Linked DNA regions of Gasterosteus aculeatus: region 1 is linked to region 2. Evidence: chromatin contacts called from public Hi-C data. All regions are on one chromosome and are shown on one strand. The core of a region is the stretch at or near the end of the contact, and the rest is flanking DNA. Distances in the headings are between cores, read along the strand shown. Region 1 holds the start of ar (androgen receptor). Region 2 overlaps ophn1 (oligophrenin 1).

Region 1 (3,875 bases), core at 464-2,963, 34 kb before region 2:
GGAGTCTTTGAAGACTTTTCCTTGGAAGATTTACAAATGCGATACAAGAGAGAAAAACAACAGCGTATCTCGGAGATATTTGTCGAAGGCAAAACAACAACAGAAATTAGTCAAAACTTCAAATTCTGGTCAACATCCAAACGATGCGACGATTAAAAGCAGATGTGTTTAATATGCACATGTGTTTTTAGTCGTCACATGCGCGAGTGATGGAGGAAAGCGCTGCTCGTGATTTTGTCAGCGCAGGAATGCGATCCTATCCGGTCTTTTCTTAAATGCACATGGAAGCTATTCGGAGTTCTGTGCCCGGCGTTAATGAGTCTATCTTTGGACAAGCTTTGTCCCCGACCGTCAAAGATACGGAAGCCAAACTTTACGGGGGTGTAGTTGATATTAAAATGAAAGCATGCGCTCGAAGATGCGTGTCGGCTGCCAGGAGCAGGGGGGCAGATAGCGGGCAATGAGCCACCGACGATCTGGTCCCGTGGATCTCCAGTTCACGACTTACAACACAGCAACATGGCGCTCCTCAAACGTCTTGTTTAACAATGTCTTGTGTCAAAATGTGCAACAACAAAAAAGGGAATAGGAAGAAACCCGGGGCATTTTACCCGGGGCATGAGGGGCAAAGCACGGCTGCTTCTGGCCTCATGGTGTCGCTGTTGTCTCACTGTTACTGCAGAGATGAAAAGGGGGGTTTGTGTACGTTGGCCTGTTGTCACGTGGCTGGGAGGTTCAGTTTGGACCGGTGTCACTTTGGGGTTGCAGTGTCCACCCGAGGCCAACCACGACAATGAATTCATCCTCGTGTCTCTTATGAATGAAACTAACCGGTATGAACGTGGGGAGGAAGGGTAATGTCCACGCGGTAGTCCCGGGAGATATTAGGACTGATGAGGACACTTTATCTGATTTCTCAAACGGCTCCATAAACACACAAAAAGGTTTTTTTCTGGCCAAACGTCCAACTCGGGAAGCCACAGGATCGAGCTGGAAGAAGCAGGAACGAGGTGCCGCAATGTTCCCATATAGCTGATGGCACCTTTAGAGATCGTTTAAAAATATATATTTTCCCAGAAGTGGAACCCCCCCCCCCCCCCCCCACAATTAAACACATCTGTCCACCCTAAACAGCAAATTGTTGAGCTTCGTTTTTCTGGCCCAAATGCGGCACATGTGTGGTGAAAAGTCTTTTCTGCTCATGCTCATGGGTTTCCTCCAAACGTTTGGTTTATGTCTTCCGATATTTTGGCCTCATCTAAATAATCAAACTACGCTCCAGCGTCTAAAAATGTTAAATTGTGCCATTGAATCAATGCTCGCCATGCTTCCAGAGGGGGGGGGGGGGGGTTCCAGCGGTTTGCCAGATAGGTTACAAAAGTCCTCCGATGAATTCACTTCACATCGAACCCAATTCGAACGTCTCTGACTGCGTGAATCTCAGTTCAGGAGGAGTTTGTCTCTCTTGTCGCTTCCTGAAGGACCGTCACCAAAAAAAAAAAAAAAAGCCGCTCTGCGTGACAGTCGCCGCAGAGACCTTTGGCCCGCAAACTTCGCTCTCTTGGCCGAGTAAACACTTTTTTTCGGGTGGGGTGAAAGGGGGGGGGGGGGGGTAAATTAGCCAAACTAACCGACAGATATCTCGCAGCAGTAATCGGACAGGAGGGAGGGGGTGGTAAAAAAAAGGGGGCGACGCTACGAGCGCTCGCAGCATGGCGCTAAAAACCGAAGAAAGTCGGGAGTGCATCGCGCAAACATCAACGGGGAACGGCGCGGACACGCTAAAAGAGCGCAACAATGCGGACGCGAACATTTTTGGCTCCGGACACGTTGGTCCGCTAGCCCGTGACATGGAAAACCCCTGCTGCCAGACAGCTGCTGCTCCTCAGGAGGAGCTGTTAAACGCTGACTGCCGTGTGGGCGACAGTCGCTCTTTTTCCGCCTGCGCCACAATCTCAGAAACAGCCAGGGAGCTCTGCAAAGCCGTGTCCGTGTCGCTGGGACTGACCATGGAGCCCAACGACGCGAGCGACTTGGACGTCGCTTTCCCCCCCTGCGCCGCCAGCGAGCAAACGCGCGGGGAGTATCTGTTCATGAATGTGAACTGTCCCGGTGGCGCGTACAAGTACCCGGACCGGGACGACCGGCCCCTGCACGGCCAGAAGCAACTGGTTGAGATGTTCAAAAGTTCCGAGACGGCCGCGCGTCTCCAACACGTCGGCACCCCGACTCGGGCGTCTGCGCACGAGCGCAACTTCGCGCCGTGCGAGGCCGACGAGGTGACTTCGGAGGAGATCGAGCATCTGGACGCGGCGCACGCTTCGTCCTGCGAATACGCGCCGGCCGCGCCGGGCAACTTTGCGCACTTCGGCCGGAGCGCCGCGCCGCGCGCGTGCCGGATCTACGAGCACCCGGACAGTGCGGCGGACTTCGGAGGAGCCACGGAGAACAAGTTCGGCGGTTACCAGCCGGCGCAGTACGGCGTCAAAGTGAAGTGCGAGGACGGCGAGTCTGCCGGGGCGCCGTGGGCCGGGGTTTACACCCCGAATGAGAAGTACGACGCCCAGTGTTGGGGCTCCAGGCAGTGCATGAACGCGCACGGCACGGACACCAACCCCGCGTTCGCATGCAATCCACACGAGAGGAGCGTCGTGCGTCCCGAGCAGTGGTACCCCGGCGGGATGCTGAGGCCGCCGTACCCAAACTCCAACTACGTGAAGACCGAAGTCGGCGAGTGGCTGGACGTCACCTACAATGACACCAGGTACACGGTGATGTTACGAATATTCACAATAATACCGGTAACGTGAGTCGGTTGTCACGTTAGGGAGGAAGTGGGTGAGTTTGCTTTGACCTTTGCAACAGACACGAGTTGCTTTTGCTTTGGGTTAGGGCAAAACAAAATGAGTCATCATATAACGCCTTCGTCTTTGTAGATGTTGATGGATTTGTTTTCATGATGCTTTTTTTAAAATGCATTTACGGCAGAAAAGGAAAACGTTTATTCTTATACATTTATTCTTATTTTTAATTTAGAAACCAAATGGCAAACTGAGCCCATTTTCTTCTGCTTTGGGTTTTCTTCATGAAGTTATCAGCCTACTTTCACAGTTCAAAATTAAACCGAGGTGGCACTGCAATTTGAGGAAGGAAAATGTTTGTCTGGTTCACAAGCTGCTGATGTGCAACACTGAGCTGATTTGAAGTTATTATATATCAAACATCACTGACAAAGTTCCTAATGATAATATAGTATTTTATATATAATATTTAATTTAACCATTTCCTTTTTATTAATGTAAAAAAAAAGACAAAACAATAAGCTAAATATACAGATAAAGTACTGACATCTATAATATTTCTGACATCTATATAAGTTCTGTTCTACGACAAATCTGTGCTTGTTCTCGACTGTGTCATCAAACATGAAAGAAATGGAGTTGTCATTGTTGTGTTGGAGGTACCTGCTCATAACATCTACGAAGAAAGTATTTATAAATACACCCAGTGAATAAATATACCAGCGTAAATCTAGTCCTCCTGTGAGGGAATATCTCCACTGAATAGTTAGATTCACATCATAAACCTGAGTGCACACAGTTTCCGAGAGGAGAGGGGAAACGTTTGTAGTTCCTAACGACGTCCGACACTTGTCAATAACCGGACTAATGATTCCAAAGCTTTCGTGTCAGCGGTCATGTTGGCACATTCTCCCGGATGTGAGTGTTCACGTTAACTTAAAGGCAAAGGCTGACATGTGCACGGCTCCAGCTGACGTCATCATTACTTTCACCGTGGTGATGGATGCTTGACAACACTGGACACCAGCATTTACTGCATGACTAGTGTGAGTGTTACTAAATTACATATGTATG
Region 2 (3,894 bases), core at 1,024-3,523:
CAATGACGTTGTGTGACAGATTAAAATAAGCAGTGGACTTTTATTGCTTACAGACTGATCAAGCGGTGCCTGCTAAACTGCTGAACCTGAAGCCTGCAAGGCATTCATTTACCAACGCCTCGTTGGCGCCTGCCATGCAGGCAATGATTATCCATGGTGTACAGATAAGCAACATACATGGTACGTCGACAATAAACAGCTCAAAATAACTGGAAATATCACGTCAAATCTAACCCGAGCATCCATTGTGTATTCAATGAATGAGACGGCAACAGTCGGTTAAATTCAGTCACATAATTGTAACAACCAAGAAGGGAAACGTTTAGGCATAAGTACATACAAAGAGCGTGTTCGTGCTGTGGTTTGTCTCATCTTTGCAAATAGAACACATGAGGCTTTTGGCACTTTAAGTACAACACGAAAAAAAAAGCCTGCATGAAATGTGAATGAAAAAAAAGTCTCCCTGTTGTATGTAAACAGGCGAGGACAAGTTTGCGTCGTTAGCACATAATCAAGTTGGAACATTCCTAATCCCTGTGACATCATCCAGAGGATCGGTTTTTGAGTGACACGTGTTCAGCGTGAGCTCTGGATCCGAGAGGAGAGTTTAAGAAAACAACATAAAACTTGCAAACAAAACGGCTCTCTGTAGACGCTGAATAACATCTAAATCATGTCTTACTTGCAGCACACATGAGGTCTCTGTGTAGACTGTAGGTCATCAGTGGTTCAGACAAGCTCCTGCAGATAAAGACACACGCTCGTAAACAAGTGCAAGGCCGCAGTGTTATATAACGGAACACGTCAAAAAAACAGGAAACTCTACGCTGCGCTTTTCATTTTAATGGAAACTTTTATGTGCATTTTCACCCAGATCCCAAAATACACACAACAGTCAAGATTCTTTGAATTTGTTACATACGAGACTCTTGATCAATTGAACTGCATTCAATGATTTGTTTGTTATTGTAATATTATAGCTTTTTGTTTTTAATGAAGGCCTATCTAATTGACCAAATCCGGAACAGCTGTACTGATGATGATTAAGAAAATATCACTCAAAAGCAGCCGCAGATCAGGAGCTCTACAGTGTTCATTCCTTTCCACCAATTAACGTTGTGTCTCGTGCTCACATGCTTTTGCGCACAGATAAACAAACCTTAGATAAAACTTTAGTGCACTTGTGATGGTTTTGACGTCACAGTCGCTGCTCTGCAGATCCACATTTCCTGGGTTCGTTGGGTCTATAAAAAGGAGCAAATCAATACAAACAAGCCCGAACAACGTTCAATTCCATGTGAGCAACAGTGACGATCTTCTGTGATTGGTACTCAAGTTGATGAAAGTAAATGGCCAGTTGCTGCATGAGCTAGCCATAATGAATTAATAAGCAATATGGGGCCAGGCATTCACTACGCAATAGGCAACGACAGAAATGTGATGTGTTGCGGTTGTTGTAAGCCACATCACAGTAGGAAAATCTGTAAATAAATGGGTCTTGGCGTTGATGTTATTAATGTGCTCCTACTACGGAGCAAAATATCTTCCGTAAAAATAAACGTAATTCAAACCTGCAACACTTTATTCTTGGCCACTTAAAGGGCAGCAGAAACTAGGTGCAACATCACTGACGTATTCTAATAACCTTTCAAGTTGGCTGAATGTGTTAGCAAACGGATGCCTGTATGTGCACCCAGTTGATAAAGAGCAACATTTATTTCCCTTTTTAACTACCCACCCACTAGTAAGGGAAATACTCCGCTCTTTAGCGTCTAAACGGCACATTTAAAGTATTGTTTCAAGTTGAAAATCAAAGAAATGATTTGAAAGACTGTTTGAAGCAAAGTTGAGCTGAAAGGAAAAGCAGAGCTGGGAAATAACTATTTGCGGTTTTGCCATTAAGAACAACACCTTTTTATTGGACTGCATAAAAAAAAATATATATATATATGGCAGCTTTAAAGCCGAGCCGTCCAGAGTCGGAGCCCTGCGTGTCAAGGAGACATCTGCTGACATCTGATGATGGCTCCTTGACATTCACACAGGCAACCGTCACCGGAGTGGCAGGACCGGCTTTGTTTTATTGGGGAAGACGAACCCAAGTGGAGAGACACAATGAATGGGCAGTTGTAAAACGTGTTCGTGGGCTTATTTCCTTACCAAAGAAGGTATTTAATAGCTTCTGCACTTGGATGTTGCTGCCAACTGTTCGGTACACTCCTTCTTGTGTGACTCCTGGAAAGACGAGAGGGGGAGGTAAAAAAGAAATTTGAAAAAAGGGGAGGGTAATCTGGACAAATACAGAGGAGTGGAAATTTACCACATGCTTCTCTTCAGGAGGTTGCAGCAGCCAAAATGAAGCTACAGATGTTCTTTCGTGATTGTGCATGCTTCATTTAACCATTTACTTTGCACCAGGAAAACGGGCCATGCTTAGATCAGGAATCGTATTACGTGGTTTGGGCCGGAGTGATTTTTTTCCTTTTTTTGTAGGATGGATCGACCTTTTGTGACTGTGGAAATATAGACATACGTCGTCCTTTGGGCCAGTTCTGACTTTTTGGGCATCTATGTTTTAGCATGCATTTGAAATGGCTTTTAATAAAAGAAATTCTAATAACTAATGTGCCCTTAAAAAAAAAAAAGGAATTAAGATTATTAAGAAATTAAGAAATAAAGATGATTAATCTTATGTAAAATCTGAAATAGGCCAATGTTTCAGATTACTACCTTTATTCCCTGAGAACAGCCTACAGGCGTGGCGTCAATGTTTAACATACGACTCCACTGCGCCCCCTTCAGGGAAAGCCAGTAAACCAACAGAACCAGAGACCGCTGGAATAAACCGCTTTACCTTTTGTTTCAATGTAGTTGATGCACTTTCGCACAAACTTAAATCCAACTTCATTCAGTTCCACTGTGGAAGTAAACAAGATGAAAGTATTTAATAGGAAAGAATAACTTTTAAGAAAAATCCTCTAATTGTTAAAATATGAACAAATAAATATGCACTCAATGATGCGGGATGTAAAGTGAGACACCTCACCTCAACCTCACATCATGAGACCTTGAAGGAAATGAATGACTTACTTTCTGCTTGGTTGTGAATTGGGGAATGATAAATCTGAAAGAAAAAAATAATTTGAGGAAACATATGGAAAACCCAAGACTGGCCCCACAACATCATAAATAACCACATCGAGTAAATAGGAGAGAAACATGATGACGGCAGGAGGACACAAAAGCTGCTTCACTAAAATTAAACTTGGCTCGTCATAGTAATTGTTCCCCGGGTAGTTTATGAGACTATTAGCCCAGTTTTTCCAGTTGAAGTTTACTTTACAAGGAGATTCAAACTGCACTAAAATAATAGCAATGGAAACGGAGAGAGAAAAAAAGGGTGAGAGGACTAAATGTTTGGCTGTTTAACTGATGGAAAACAGGAAAAATTCCAGGTTCAAAAACAATAAAGCTTTAAAAGTCATCCAACTCAAAGAAGTGTACATGTCAAAGCATTGTCTTAATCCACTACTGGCTCCCAGAGTTCAGGGATCGCTACAGAGCAGCTGGAGACAGGAAAGTAGAGGCTTCTTTAAGGTCTCCTCTGCAAGGACGAGTTCTTGTTGTCACAGGCGGCTGACAGTGAGATATCGCCATCACGCATTCACGTGGTATTGATTTAGGATGGAGGATATAACTACTACATCCCTCTTCTTGGCTTTGGCAAGAAATTACTCTAAATCTCTCCAAATCTAGTAGAGTTTCTTGAGAAAAAAAAGAAAGGTTCAAATGGAAGCTATGCTTCAAAACTACCAAATCTGACATGCAAGAAGAGCGGAGCTACTATCAGAGAAAGGAATTACTGGCAGTAAGTCAGCTTCTTTCCAATGTTTG

What was found. A called contact is a pair of places that touch in the nucleus more often than the background predicts.
Region 1: a contact with region 2 is called in a Hi-C map of whole body, with 3 times the contacts expected there. The contact joins the promoter of ar here to the enhancer-like site in region 2. A contact is called at or near these places in 5 of 6 Hi-C or Micro-C datasets (blood and trunk muscle, liver, skeletal muscle and 2 more).

The regions. Positions count from the first base shown.
Region 1 is chr7:20,671,437-20,675,311 of fGasAcu3.hap1.1, reverse strand. ar (androgen receptor) reads left to right here and starts at 1,713. Exons shown (of 8, transcript NM_001267639.1): 1 at 1,713-2,764. The coding sequence starts at 1,713.
Region 2 is chr7:20,638,445-20,642,338 of fGasAcu3.hap1.1, reverse strand. ophn1 (oligophrenin 1) reads right to left here. Exons shown (of 24, transcript XM_040180177.2): 12 at 3,091-3,124; 13 at 2,855-2,917; 14 at 2,161-2,235; 15 at 1,160-1,244; 16 at 683-741. Among protein-coding and RNA genes, the nearest start is that of ophn1, 12 kb to the right of the region's middle. Within about 2 kb of position 2,273, at least 2 of the 9 cell types and tissues checked have open chromatin away from gene starts, as enhancers often do.